3 separate regions of the Mus musculus genome follow, and regions 2 and 3 are each linked to region 1. The links are chromatin contacts, called in public ChIA-PET and HiChIP or PLAC-seq maps. All regions are on one chromosome and are shown on one strand. Each heading gives the region's core, a stretch centred on a gene start, on an enhancer-like site or on the middle of the called end of the contact. The rest is flanking DNA. Distances are from core to core; before and after follow the strand shown.

Evidence for each region. ChIA-PET counts read pairs in DNA pulled down with a chosen protein or histone mark. HiChIP or PLAC-seq counts read pairs in DNA pulled down with a chosen protein or histone mark.
Region 2: an RNA polymerase II ChIA-PET map of memory CD8 T cells shows a contact between it and region 1, with 316 read pairs. The contact joins two enhancer-like sites. A contact is called at or near these places in 1 of 15 datasets of contacts at CTCF or cohesin (pro-B cells), 2 of 484 Hi-C or Micro-C datasets (CD4 T cells and the N1E-115 cell line) and 10 of 115 datasets of contacts at active chromatin or transcription factors (the 230-238 cell line, CD8 T cells, cardiomyocytes and 5 more).
Region 3: a contact with region 1 is called in an H3K27ac HiChIP or PLAC-seq map of double positive thymocytes, with 5 times the contacts expected there. The contact joins two enhancer-like sites. A contact is called at or near these places in 2 of 15 datasets of contacts at CTCF or cohesin (large pre-B cells and pro-B cells), 2 of 484 Hi-C or Micro-C datasets (B cells and liver) and 4 of 115 datasets of contacts at active chromatin or transcription factors (the 230-238 cell line, double positive thymocytes, large pre-B cells and 1 more).

The regions. Positions count from the first base shown.
Region 1 is chr5:23,385,223-23,389,887 of GRCm38.p6, forward strand. All of the region lies in intron 1 of 5031425E22Rik (RIKEN cDNA 5031425E22 gene), which reads right to left. Among named protein-coding and RNA genes, the nearest start is that of 5031425E22Rik, 46 kb to the right of the region's middle. Within about 2 kb of position 1,834, at least 405 of the 459 cell types and tissues checked have an H3K27ac peak or open chromatin away from gene starts, as enhancers often do. A contact at or near this core is called in the 230-238 cell line, CD8 T cells, double positive thymocytes and 4 more, where this site is marked.
Region 2 is chr5:23,716,945-23,721,609 of GRCm38.p6, forward strand. No RefSeq gene overlaps it. Among named protein-coding and RNA genes, the nearest start is that of AI506816, 6.6 kb to the left of the region's middle. Within about 2 kb of position 2,182, at least 72 of the 459 cell types and tissues checked have an H3K27ac peak or open chromatin away from gene starts, as enhancers often do. A contact at or near this core is called in the 230-238 cell line, CD8 T cells, effector CD8 T cells and 3 more, where this site is marked.
Region 3 is chr5:23,643,844-23,648,508 of GRCm38.p6, forward strand. All of the region lies in intron 2 of Srpk2 (serine/arginine-rich protein specific kinase 2), which reads right to left. Among named protein-coding and RNA genes, the nearest start is that of Srpk2, 30 kb to the right of the region's middle. Within about 2 kb of position 2,033, at least 8 of the 459 cell types and tissues checked have an H3K27ac peak or open chromatin away from gene starts, as enhancers often do. A contact at or near this core is called in double positive thymocytes, where this site is marked.

The DNA of each region.
Region 1 (4,665 bases), core at 584-3,083:
TTTAATTGAAGGTGGGGACCTGCAGAGGTACTTAGTGCTTAAGAGTGCTGGCTGCTCTTGCAGAGGCATAGGCTCCATTCTCAGCATCCACATGGTGGCACTCAGTACCAGGGAATCTAATGCCCTCGTCTGACCTTCCTGGGCATCTGGTAATACATGTGGTGCTCAGTCATGCAAGTAAGCAAAACACTCATACACATAAGTAAATAAAAACATTTTTTTCAAAGACTTATTTATTTTTATTTTATGTGGATGAGTGTTTTTGCAGGCTCTTATGTCTAAGCCACATTTGTCCATTAGCAGAGGAGGCCAGAAGAGGGTATCAAATCCCCTCAAACTGGAGTTCGAGATACCTGTTAGCCATCATGTAGGTGCTGGGATTTGAACTCACACACGTTAAAAGAGCAGCCATATCCTGTCTTCAAAATGAAAAATTAAATAAATGAATAAATAACTGACAGGAGGGGCAAAGCCTATTGTTCCAAAGTTTCTGTGGGCCTTGGGCATGCTAGGTTATGGGGTCTGGTAAGCAGAGGTGGAAAGGTTTCTAAATGAGCAGAGCCTTGCCCTTTGATATAGTTGCCAACAACCACATTTTCTGTTCTGGGCACAGTGCCATCAAGGGTCTCAGCCACCCTCCCCCACCTTAGTGAGAAAGTATCTGCTAGCGTCTAGCAGGGTCGATGCAGGCAAGGACCAGAGTGAAAAGGAGTTCTGAGCCTGGCTTCCCTGTGGTGCACTCGGACATACATCTTCCAACCGTCATCATCTTACTCCTCTTGTCTCTGACCCCTCCTTGACCAAAGGCAACTACATCTCAGTTCCTTACTATTCGGGAGCTACTCAACAATTACACTAAGAGAGCTTCTGAGCTGGGTGGGCATGGTGGCACAAGGGCATCCCTGTAATCCCAGCACTTAGGAAGGAAAGTCAGGAGGCTCACACAAGTTCAGGGCCATCCTCAGTTGTGTGGCTGAGTTCCAGGCTATGTTACAGAGACCCCTGCCACAAAAATAAATAAATAAATAAATAAATAAATAAATAAATAAATAAATAGATAGATAGATAAATAAATAAATAAATAAATAAATAAATAAATAAAGCGAGGGAGGGAGGGAGAGGGGAGGGGAGAGGGGAGGGGAGAGGGGTGGGGGTGGGGGAGGGGGAGGGGTGGGGGAGGGGGAGACTGGTTTAGAACTTTGCCCTGACTCTGATCTTAATTCCTCCTGGCAATGGGCAAGCTGTTTCTTTTCTGAGGAATGCGAAAAGAGAATGAGAGATTTGTTATGGTGACAGGAAGATTCCAGATCAGAGGCAAAGCCCCTCTAGGGTACATACCATCTGGGGATAGTCCCTAGAAAAGTAGATACCTGCGCTAATTTAAATGTTTAACAGGAATGCAGGTGCAGATGAACAAAAGGTAGTTTCCATTAGGTAGAAATGTTTTTTTTTTCCACTTCCTGTTTCTAGTCTCTTTTTCAGTGTTCCTGTACGAAACCACGGAGTTTCAGAAGCAGATGAAATCTATCAGCGGCCTGCCCCAAGCTCCGTCAACCCTGCCAGGCTGAATGGTGCTGATTGTTCGCAAAGGGCGGGCATTTCTCTGCAAACAGAAAAGCCTGCTCAAGAAATGCCACTCACCGCCCTGTATCAGTCTCAATATTGAGTCTGAATGATTTCCCGATGGCGACTTGACCGAAATGGAAAAATATTTTTCCGTTGCAATTCCCCCGGTACTGACTGGTGTTTCATCCTCTTCCGGTCCTTGTGAGACAGCAAGAGCAGACAGAGCTTCAGCAGTGTTGATCTTCAGCTCTGAGAACAGAAGATGGGTGGGGTGCTGCGTTGCCACGCAACCAAAGGCAACACAGCTGCAGATCTCTGCCAGCTGGGCCAGCCCATTCAAACCGCAGGGAGTTTCAAATGGCTGTGTCCCCTAGGGACTGGGCTTAGCAAGCCCAGGGGGAAAAGTCAGCATTCAAATGGCTTCGATGACGATGACGCAGAGGAAGCCAAGAGGACGCTGTCAAAGCCTAGTCATCATTGACTCGAAGTTAGTATACTTGAACAGGAAAGAACTGCCAAGATCAGACAGGCAGGACACACACACACCTTTCTTTTAAACTTTAAAAGTTATTCTCTTTAAAAGAAACGTAGTTGCTTTTTAAAAAGCTATACAAAGTTCTTAATGTTTCTTTGGCAACAGAATAGAATGAAATTTTACAACTATATAAAATGTTTATTTACCGGTGTGTGTATAGCTGACTGACAAAGCTGTCTACCACCCAGCACCCTAACTGCTGAAATAAGCTACCTCATATTATAGCATCTCCAAACAGAATGAGAAGGGTACAGAGACTGGAACTTGTCTGTAGACTAGGAGGTGACTTTATTATCTTTCCTATAGTCAAAATCTGCACTCTCTGCTCCATGATGCCTCTGAATCCACTTGAGGGGCAGTGATGGTCCCTCCTCGGCCACTACCACGTACCCTGCCATATGAAAGCCAACACTTCTCTGCCTTGGTAGCTCCATGGCCACCATCTGGACAAATTGGGGTTCCGAACATTTCAGCATCTAACCTTTCTTCAGCCTAACTCGGGCTCCTTTCTCCAGTATCACCATAAGCAATACTATCAAAGAATGATTTCATTTGGTCATGTTATTAGTTGGGTCTCAGCAGGTCTTCGGCAGCATCTCCTTCACTGGTTAAGTACCAGCTTGTGAGTCTCCTGTATCTTCATCCACAAGCTTGTCCTGTTTCTCAGGTTTCTCTTCTTCTAATTTAAGTTTATTATGAGACACTCTGTCCGTTTCCTCCTTGTTAAATTGTGTGTATGCACTTGTCTTCCTCAGATTTCACTGGACCATCTCATGGATACCAAATCTTCCTCTACCACCTTGATGAGCCCCACTTCCTCCCCTCAGAGCAGAAGGAACACTTGGGACTAGAAGCCGCTTGTATAATTTCTTTGTCACTCATTTTGTTTCCCAGTCTTGGGATTTTGTGTGCTTCAGCTTTCTCCCTTCCTCCCTTCCTCTCTTTCTTCTCCTCTCCCCACCCCCCAACCCCAGGAATTCACTCTGTAACCACGGGAGGGAGAAGAGTTTGGCTGCTATGTGATGAAGGGAGTCTGAGATACAGGCTCCCAGTCCTCTCCTCAAATCACCATTAAGAAATCACTCCTCTCCCAGCCTGATTCTTCTTCCTGGGGAAGCACTAATTCGGAGTGGAATAAGTCAGAAATGCTGGAGCAGAAGTTCTTCCACATGGAGGAACTGTCAGGAGTGAGGGGGAATCTTTACAGATCCTAATAATATGCATAAAGCAACATGATGCTTGGCACACAAGAAACACCAAGTAAAAGCTCTTAGCTGGTTATTATTCTAGCTGTGGTTTATTAATCATGCCAGAGACTTTCCTACTGCACCGCTGTGATCTCTCGGACTGTATCTGCCCTTGTTGGATGTTCAACCCCGGGCATGTTACTAAACTTCTCTAAGATGCCCTCCTCCTTACGATATATATAATAGTACTTACCCTGTATTAGAGAGGATCACATGATATTTTTTATACAGTCTTGGCATGGTACCTGGAACCTGGTAAATATGTATTGAATAGTGACCACGGTAACAAAAGAAGCTTGCGAGTTCAAAGCAAAATTAATGTAAAAAAAGGAAAAAAAAAAGACAAAATTGACTTCGAGGTGTGTAAAGGAAAAGTTGACTTCTGTCTTAGTTAAGGCTACTATTACTGTAATGAAATATCACACCACCCTTGGAGAGAAAAGGATTTATTGCACTTCCACATTGCTGTTCATTGAAGAAAATCAGGACAGGAACTCAAGCAGGGCAGGAACCTGGAGGCAGGAGCTGATGCAGAGGCCATGAAAAGGTGCTGCTTACTGGCTTGCTCCTTATGACTTGCTCAGCCTGCTTTCTTATAGAACCCAGGGCCACTAACTAGTACAGGGGCGGCACCATCCACGATGAGCTGTACCTACCCCATCAATCGCTAATTAAGAAAATACCATACAGGCTTGCTACAGGCATATCTTTGGGAGGCATTTTCTCAACTGAGGCTCCCTCCTCTCTGATAACGCTAGCTTGTATCAAGTTGACATAAACCTAGGAAACAGTTGCTCTTCCTTAGAATAAGAGTGACTAACTCCTTTGGCTCTACATTCTAGATAGCTGGAGTCAAGGAAGGAAGATTGGAGGGAATTGCAAGCGTGCCTTTGGGAGCGAAGCCCTATCTGAAAATACTAAACTCTATGGGCCTCTTCATTACTTTTCAAGAAATGAAGAGACATGGCATGATGTCCACTTTAGGAAGATGGCAATGTAATGAAGCTTTCACGAGAGAGAGAGAGAGAGAGAGAGAGAGAGAGAGAGAGAGAGAGAGAGAGAGAGAGAGAGAGAGAGAGAGAGAGAGAGAGACCAAGGGATGCTCATGTGTTAACTGAAGTGGATAAGCAGATCACAGTGTCTCAGCATCACTGTCAGAAAGCCAGAAGAACAGACAGTAGTGTGCGCTATGTTTAAGTCACTGCTTTGTTTACAGCGCACAGTATGGTGTCTGGCACAAAGCACATACGTCTTCTTATAAGATTTGTTGAAGTCAGTGGGGCAGCTGGCTTTCCACACCACCATGGGACAAGGCAC
Region 2 (4,665 bases), core at 932-3,431, 330 kb after region 1:
TTCTCCGTGTAGCCCTGGCTGTCCTAGAACTCACTCTGTAGACCAGGCTGGCCTCGAACTCAGAAATCTGCTTGCCTCTGCCTCCCAAGTGCTGGGATTAAAGGCATGTGCCACAACCACCGGGCAGTTTGTATATTCTTGACCCAGAGAGTGGCACTATTTGGAGGTGTGGCCTTGTTGGAATAGGCCTTATTTTGGAATAGGTGTGTCCTTGGAGTAGGTGTGTCTCTGTGGGCATGGGCTTTAATACCCTAGTCCTTGATGCCTGGATGCTGCCATGTTCCTGACTTGATGATAATGGACTAAACCTGTAAGCCATCCCCAATTAAATATTGTCCTTATAATGTTGCTTTGGTCATGGTGTCTGTTCATAGCAGTAAAACCCTAACTAAGACATATACTAAACTTAAAAGACCAGTAGAGCCGGGCGGTGGTGGTACACACCTTTAATCCCAGCACTTGGAAGGCAGAGGTAGGCAGATTTCTGAGTTCGAGGCCAGCCTGGTCTACAAAGTGAGTTCCAGGACAGCCAGAGCTATACAGAGAAACCCTGTCTCGAAAACAAACAAACAAACAAAAGACCAGTAGATAGATCATCAGATGAATGTGTATGCCTGTGTAAACTTTTGGCTAGTACAAAATGCACTCAGTACTGACAATAGCAACAAAAGAACATGTGCACATGGTATTTATTCCCCATTTGCTAAGTTCTCTTCTAAGCCCTTTCTACAAATTAACTGAATTTGTCTTCAGTACAACTTATACAGTAAACAGGAGTTTTATCTTCATTGTACAAAGAGGGAAGCTTAGGCACTGGCAGGCTAAATAGCTGCCTGTATGCATATTTGATACCCAACAGTAGAGACTTGAATGCGGAGAATTCATTTTGTGTCAGTGCATTTAGCTGATATAGATAAGCATAGGCATGGAGGAGGGTATGAGTGTGGAAGTGGAGACAGGAAAAAGATAGATAGGGCTATAACTGTCCACTTTCCAAGGTTAAGAGATCCCTAAACTGAAATAAAGAAGAAGACAAATTCTTACTCAAGGAAGCCAGTTGAAAAATAGATCAAAAACAGACAGGTAGATGACAGAAAGTATATGGGGAAGAAGATTGTGGGGGCTGGGGGGTGGAGAGATGACTCAGCACATAAGAGCACTTGCTGTTCTTCTAGAGGACCCCGTTTTGAAACCCAAACCTCAGTTGGCAGCTCACAAGTGCCTGTAGCTCCAGTTCCAGAGCATCTAACAACCTCTTCTTGCCTCTGAGAGCACATGGTAAACAGACAGCTATATGCATAAAATGCAAATAAATAAATCTAAAAATGAGGAGATAGACAGATAGGTAGATACCAAGAAAACAGACAGGAAGAAGGGGTCTAAAGTGGATGAAGGCATGACACAAGGTGGACAGGGATGATAATTGGGCCTCCTGTCTCCTTGCCAAGTTCTCCACTCTGTTCAGGACGACTAAATGTTGAAATGTGGACTCATACCAAAATAAAGGCAATGCATGGTGTTATGGAGGATAAAAAAGAAAATGGATGGATGGGGAGAGAGAGGGAGGAAGAGAGAGAGAGAGAGAGAGAGAGAGAGAGAGAGAGAGAGAGAGGCACTGACACTGGATGAGTTGGTATACACTTGTAATCCCGTCACTTGGGAAGCTAAAGCAGGAGGATTATGAATTTGAGGCCATCCTATGCTACAGAATGAAATCTTGTCTCAAAAGTGAAGACAAGGAGGAAGCAGAGGAAGAAGAGGTATAAAGGAGGAAAGGAGATTTTTTTTTAAAGATAGTGTAGCCAGAGGAGGTAGCATTGTCAAGGTAGATTTGCTAGGTGTCTCCAAGCCAAGAGAAGCATGGTCATGAGTAACCAGGTCCCAGGGTTCAGCAGCAAACTCCAGAGATGACACCAATCTGGGAACAGTGATGTCTTAATGACGTCACTGTCCTGAAGGCAGCTCACACCACAACTCAGGCAGATGTGCACATGGAGGACACAGGTCAATTATTCCCACCCCCGCCGTGAGCCTCTCCACCCTGACACACCGCAGATTCCATCTGAGGAGACACCAAACAGAAACACCAAGCAGAGGAAGCAGAAACCCAAACACTGGACCTTTTGTTGGGGTCTGAGAGTCACTTCACAAACCACAGGAACACCATCTCAGTCAGACTGGGATGGTTTACTGAACACACACCCTAGTGTTGATCAGATCAGGGACATAACTCAAAGTGTCTGAACTACAACAACAAATATCTCTCATATAAAGGAAGAAAAACCACAAAAACCACAATGAGCTCATATACAGGTGCAGGAAGTATTGCCTGGTGGTCAAGCTCTGACTCATAAATACACATAAAAGAAAAAAACATACAAAAAGGATTCAGTCATGAAGAGAGAACAATTCTAAATTCTTTCCACCAGTTCTGATCCTCACATGTCTTGTGAGAAATTTCCTAAGAGGCTTAATGGAGCAGATTCTCCCCTCCTTTTTCATGCATGTGTGTATGCATGCTGGGACATACTGTGTGTGTGTGTGTGCGCACATGCATATGGCAGCCACGGGACAGCCCTCAGGTGTCATCCTTAGAAGCATCTGCAAGACAGAGTGACTCTGGCCTGGAGCACGTTGGAAACAGGTGTCTTTCTCCTCCTTCCACCCTTCCATGGGTTCTGGGATTGAACTCTTCAAATACTGACCCACTGAGCCACCTCACTGCGCACTTCTCTGCCCTTCTTTCCTCTCTGTCCCCAGCCCTGCTGCTTCCCGATTATTCTCAGGGATCAGAAAGTTGATAGTTGCAACAATATATCTTCACATTGAATCAATGGCAGATGTGATTCCCTTCTCCAGCCCACCTCTCCATCTTCTATGTACCTTAGAAGTAGGAAGAGAAAACTTGTGACAAGTCAGTCTCTGTGGAAGGAGTGTCAAGAAAGCTGCCTCTTAGTTCATGTTGGTTTTCACTTAAAACTAAAATGAGGAGCTGCAGTCTCGTCTAATCAGTAAAGTATTTTCCCAGCAAGCTTGAAGACTGGATTAGAAACCTAGTACCCACATTGAAAGGGGGAGGGACAGTTTTTTTACAGAGGCACTTGTCTCTCACACCAGTGCTGGGAGGTATGGGGGGGCGTGGTGGTCTTGGTACTCATAGGCATGCACTAGGGGAGCCTGGGATGGTAACAACACAGGCTTGGTTCTTCAAGAGAAAGAATGTAAAATCAAACCTGTTTTCCTCCCAGGAGCCTTGAGCAGACATACTTTCTAGCTTGGTAACCTCTGTACAATCTGGGTGGCTGAAGACTTTCTGATGCTGGATGCTCCTCCAGAGCCATTCTTGTAAATTTGTTTTTCCTCAGGCAAGCAACAAAACCTCCTGTTACGGAAGGTGTCACACGTACTTTACAAAGAGTTTTGATGTAGTTTCTTTGTTCCACAAAGAGATGTAGGTATGGTCCTGCAGTGGTGGCCTGTGGGAACTATAAGGGGCCGGGGAAGGAGGAGGGAGGGAGGATAGCCTACGTCTGGCCAGAGTTCCTCTTATGCTCTGGGTAGGTGGATGTGGGAGGACTGTCAGACGCTTTTCACTCGGCCTCTGGTGGGCATCTAAGCCACTGACCCCACTCGATGGTGGGTGGACAAGGGGCAGGCACCCCCCAAACCAAGGAGCCCTGGGGCAAAACCCTGTAGCCTCGGGGTTATGGGAGAGAGGGCTTAGGGATAGAGGTTCCCACACAGGCGAGAGTCTGCACAGCGGGCCTTGATGAACAGAGACAGTTCATGGTTTTAGAGCTTTATTATAGAAAGGCAGGGGGAAACAGAAAAGGTAAAAGAGAAGGAGAGACCGGCCATGGCCAAGAGGAGGGAAGGGGGAAAGAGAGAGAAAGAAGAAAGGCTAGAGAGTAAGAGGGAGAGAGCAAGAAAGTGAGAGGGCCAAACAGCCCCTTTTAAAGTATGCTGCTATTTTTTCTGTTGCTAGGTAACTGGGGAGGAGTCTAGCCTGAAGGTCAGAAGCTTGGGACGTTGCCTACTTGACTACTAACCAGGCTTCTCTTGTGGAGGGCTGAGGGGGGGGGGCGGTAACTTCGACAGGAGCCAGGGTTCCAGGAGACATGAGAGAACTCCTTCCATCCCATGTAGGTGAATTATCACCACTGGGTCCTGGGGTTCAACATCTCAGCTCGACTGTCATTGTGTGCCCCACAGTGGCCCACACCTTTACTCCCAGCACTCAGGAGGCAGAGGCAGGCAGAGCTCTGAGTTTGAGTTCCAGGGCAGCCAGGGCAACACAGAGAAAAGCCAGAGAGGGGTGGGGGGTGGGGAGAGGGAGAGGAGGGGAGGGAGAGGGGAGACAGACAGACTGACCTAGGTAGGCTTCCTGTGCATAAGGGATTGAGGTAACCATCACAAGGATAGTTTTTGCCCAATTGTGCTGTACCTAAAATAGCCGGGCGGTGGTGGTGCACGCCTTTAATCCCAGCACTTGGGAGGCAGAGGCAGGCAGATTTCTGAGTTCGAGGCCAGCCTGGTCTACAGAGTGAGTTCCAGGACAGCCAGGACTACACAGAGAAACTCTGTCTCAAAAATAAATAAATAAATAAATAAATAAATAAATAAATAAATAAATAAATAAATAAATACTATACAAACCATTACAGT
Region 3 (4,665 bases), core at 783-3,282, 260 kb after region 1:
TCTATCTTCCTGACTTTTCTCACTTTTCAGGGAAAGAAAAGCAAACACTGCCACTCTGTCATTAGGTCTTACAATTCCAATGGATTTAATCAGACCCTGGAGGGCCGTCTGTCTCTATACATTTGCCTTAAATACATTTACTTGAGCTCCCTCAAAAGTGGTTTCACAGCATATATAAAAGCCATAGAAACTATAAATTATTGCTACAAATGACATTTCCCTAGAAACAACCTATTTAGGTAGAAATGTCCAAAGATTTATTTATTTTACTTGTATGTATGTGTGTCTGCATGAGTTTATAAATACCACGTGTATATAATTCTCCATGGAAGACAGAAGAAGGCAGCTGGTCCCCTAGAACTGGAGTTATATGTGATCATAAGCCACCAAGTACAGACGGAGGGAATCAAGAGCAGCCAATGCTCTTAACCACTGAGCCAGCTCCCCAGGCCAAAGGTAGAGATTTTCAAACCTGTAAGCCAAAACCCATCATCATCTGCTCAACAGCAGAAACAAATAAACCAGGCATTTGGCATTCTTTTGAAGTCTGAGAACAAAGCGGGAAAGGCACAGAGAAGCCCTGCACATGGAAGCAAATGTGGCCCCTATAGTCCTAACTCTGAAAGGGGGACATCATCCTCTTACTTACAATGCTTCGCAAGGAACAGACTATCTGCCAAACTCACCCTAGGCACAAGGGAATTCAAAAGGAGGATTTGGGGTTTTAGAGGTCACATATTTTTACCTGCACTTTTTTCTATCTGTTTACTTACAAGGAAGATGGCAGGACAGACCTATAGAGGTCAGAGGCCACTGCAGACCTCAATTTTCCCCTCCACCACGGGGGCTCTGGGGCTTATCTCAGATCTTCTACTTGATGACAAGTTCCTTTAATGCTGGGGTCATTCTGCTGTAAGATCTTACAGGTGGTACTTGTTTCTTTGGTTTTGTTTTTTGTATTTTGTATTTTCAAGACAGGGCTCTCACTCTGTAGCTCTGGCTATCCTGCAAAACTCACTGTGTAGCCCAAGCTGGCCTTGAACAGAGCTCTGCCTACTTCTGCCTTCCTGGTGCTGGGTTCAAATGTGTGGGCCACCACACATGTGGCCATGGGATATCTTTTAATGTAAAAGAGATAACAGAAGTAGGCTTGCACTGGGCAGTGGTGGCACATGCCTTTAATCCCAGCACTCGGGAGACAGAGGCAGGCGGATTTTTAAGTTCGAGGCCAGCCTGGTCTACAGAGTGAGTTCCAGGACAGCAAGGGCTAATACAGAGAAACCCTGTCTTGGAAAACGAAAAAAAAAAAAAAAAAAAAAAAAAAGAAAGGAAAAGAAAAGAAAAGAAAAGAAAAGGAAAGAAAAGAAAAAGAAGAAGAAGTAGGCTTGCCTATGTCTTTTCCAAGATGAAGAAAATATAACTAACAGATGAAGGCAGCATTATCAGTAGGCATGAGAAGTATCTCATGATATACCGTCAGTTGGCCTCCACTTCCCAGCAAGCATCCCTAGTATTGAAACTGCAGGTGGGAGCCATGAGGACCTACTTACTAAAATTAAATTTTACTGCAATCTTACTACTGAAAATTTTATAAGTACAAATATCATTCCACCTGCTACGGTGAACATGTTGAAGCTTTTCCTAAAACAAGAAAATTTTATTACCAGGTCACCAAAACCTGTAAGAGTTCAAACTTCTGGGACCCAAGGTAAAAGAAAAGAAATTGACTCCTTAAAGTTATCCTCTGACTTCTACACAAGCACCATGACACATCCCTACACACAGGAGCATACACACATAAACACACACAACAACAACGATATATAGATTTAAAAAGAAAACGGAAGTCTTACTGTAAAGGAAACACTTGGGAGGTAAGAAAACAAGAAATTTATTCCAAAACCATCCTTACATTTTAGGATGTTTCAACAAAAGGAAAAGACAAAGAACAGGCTCTATGGTTTTAAGAGTTACATGGGTGCATAGGAGCAAGCAGCTTCCTGTATAGAGCAAGGGTAGCCCCACCCACCCTGCCTCTGGTAAGCCAGAGGCCCAGGACTACAAATGAACAGCAAAGGCTGATGGGTAAGACAGACTTACTACACTGAATCCTCCTAACTAATTCAGGAGTACGTCTGTCAGTGCACATGACAGATGCTTTTGACTCTCATCTGCACTTTCCAGGCTTGGCTTAAGTTATTGTTCTGTAAACAGAAAAAGACGCCTCGAGGAAAAAGTGCCAAATATGTTGTTCTCCCTATAATGCTCAGTAACAGTGCCTTACTGAGGTCTTAAACCTACCAGTCAGTAGACATACTCTAAAAAGACTCTGGATGAATTGATGCTCAAAGCAACTGCACATGTTAGGAGATTGTATCTTTTCTCTACTTTTTTGAATTTACTGAAGCTCATTATAAGCATGCCTTTTATAAGCGTAAATTGTATGTTCTCATAATATCATAGAAGTGGCCCATACCATGATGAATGGAATTGAGGGCTCTGGTAGACTGTACTCAATAGCAGCCTGTAAAATTCAAATTATGCACTACACCTAATCCTAGATTCTACATATACATCTACTGTCTACAAAAATAAAGTATCATTTAAGTACCCAGTACTTTTAACTACCTCCAGACACCATGGTAACAGCAGCCAAGGCAATGTATGAAGAAGTGCTCTGCAAAGCACTAGGGAAAGTCAAGGGCGAAGTGTCAGCTAACAGTGTTACCGCTGCCACTGTAGCTCCTCACCAACTATGTCTGAAAACCCGCTGTTGGCTTCTTCTCTCGCTTAGAGTTCAAAATAGTCCATTGTACTATATTTAAGGAAAGCAAATTCAAGGCAAATTTTAGAAAGCAATGTTGAGAGCTGGAGAGATGGCTCAGCGGTTAAGAGCACTGACTGCTCTTCCAGAGGTCCTGAGTTCAAATCCCAGCAATCACATGGTGGCTCACAACTATCCATAATGAGATCTGATGCTCTCTTCTGGTGAGTCTGAAGACAGCTACAGTGTATTTATAATAAATAAATCTTTGGAAAAAAAAAGAAAGAAAGAAAGCAATGCTGAAATGAAGTCATCCCCAGCAAATCACCTGGGGGACTAGTTGGGCGTTTCTCCTGCTCCCCCACACCCTCAGAGGCTCACATTCCCTGAGTGTGTAAGCGCATGCTTTTGGACTTTTGTTACATTCTTGTTGTCCTTTGTCTTTTACTATCCCTTGACAATTCCAAAGATAAATTTTGGTCATTTCCACCCCTCATTTCCCTCTCTCCTCTACTGAAACCTTCGGTCAAGAGTCCCGCCTCAGCCAGGCGTGGTGGCGCACACCTTTAATCCCAGCACTCAGGAGGCAGAGGCAGGAGGATTTCTGAGTTTGAGGCCAGCCTGGTCTACAAAGTGAGTTCCAGGACAGCCAGGACTATACAGAGAAACCCTGTCTCAAAAAAATAAAAAACAAAACACAACAAAAACAAAAACAAAAAAAGCAGAGTCCCACCTCTGCTCTGGTGTCTTTTACTTTTGCCTTGCATGCTGGAACTCTTTCTACAAAGAGCAGCTGGTCCCAAGCCTATGTTCCCTGCCTCACTGAGTGCCCTGTGTCACTCAGGACAAATGGCTGAGGTGCCTATGTCCATACCAACCACAGCTGGCCTCCAGGCCCTGGCGTGCGTGTGTGCTCCCTCTGTTCTTCTCCCCACCATCCTCCCCCGACCTTCCCACCCCACCCCACACTAAACCTCTCCAGCCCAGGGCTTCTCTTGCCTTCCCACAACTTCTGATTCCTAGATAACAAAGCCACTCTTGCCCTCCTTTTTTGTCTGCCTCCCCCCACCTCACCCCCGTCTCTCCTCTCATGGCCCAGTTCAGTCCTTCAGACCCTTCCAGATGCCTCTGACCATGTTCTCCCTCATATCTACATTAAACACCATCTCCTCACTGTACCTACAGGTCCTCATCTTCATTCACACATTTTTATATGCAAAATAATGTTCACATACAGATAATGCTTACAAACTAAGAGAACAGGCATGGCATAGCACACCTATAATCCTGACGTCAGGGGAGCTGAAGGGACAGCATCAAGCCTGGCGTTCAACACTGGCTGGGACAATGCAGGAGAATCCAAGGGAGGCAAGTGGGGGGAGGGACTACCAAAGGGTAATGCAAATTTCTACATATTCAACTAAAAGATTCTTTTTGTATAGCATCATGAGATTATCTTTTCCTTTTTTAAAACCTATATAGTATATTCCCAGTATTATAGAGTTTACTAAGAGAGTTTCATAACCAATCCATATAGCTAAAAGACTTGAATTTTTTATTGAAAATAAACAGAATTTTCATCTGTGTGCATCCATACCGGTGGGAGGCTCTGTTGTTTCTGACCCAGCATTGTCTCTCACTGTTCTAATCCTGATCCACACTCCTGCAGAGCCAAGTCTCTGAAAATAACTGATCCCATTATTGTCCTGTTTGAGGCCCTTCCGTGTTGCCCCATTTCCCACAGACACAGAGCTTGCACCTTTGAGGGAGAAGGGCCAACCAGTACCCGTGAAAGAGAATTCTAAGCCTATCTTGCCAAAAAGTACATTTAAGTTTTACAAAAAGAACCCAACTTATTTAAGCTTTTAACATTTCAGACACAAATAACAAAACCTCATTTT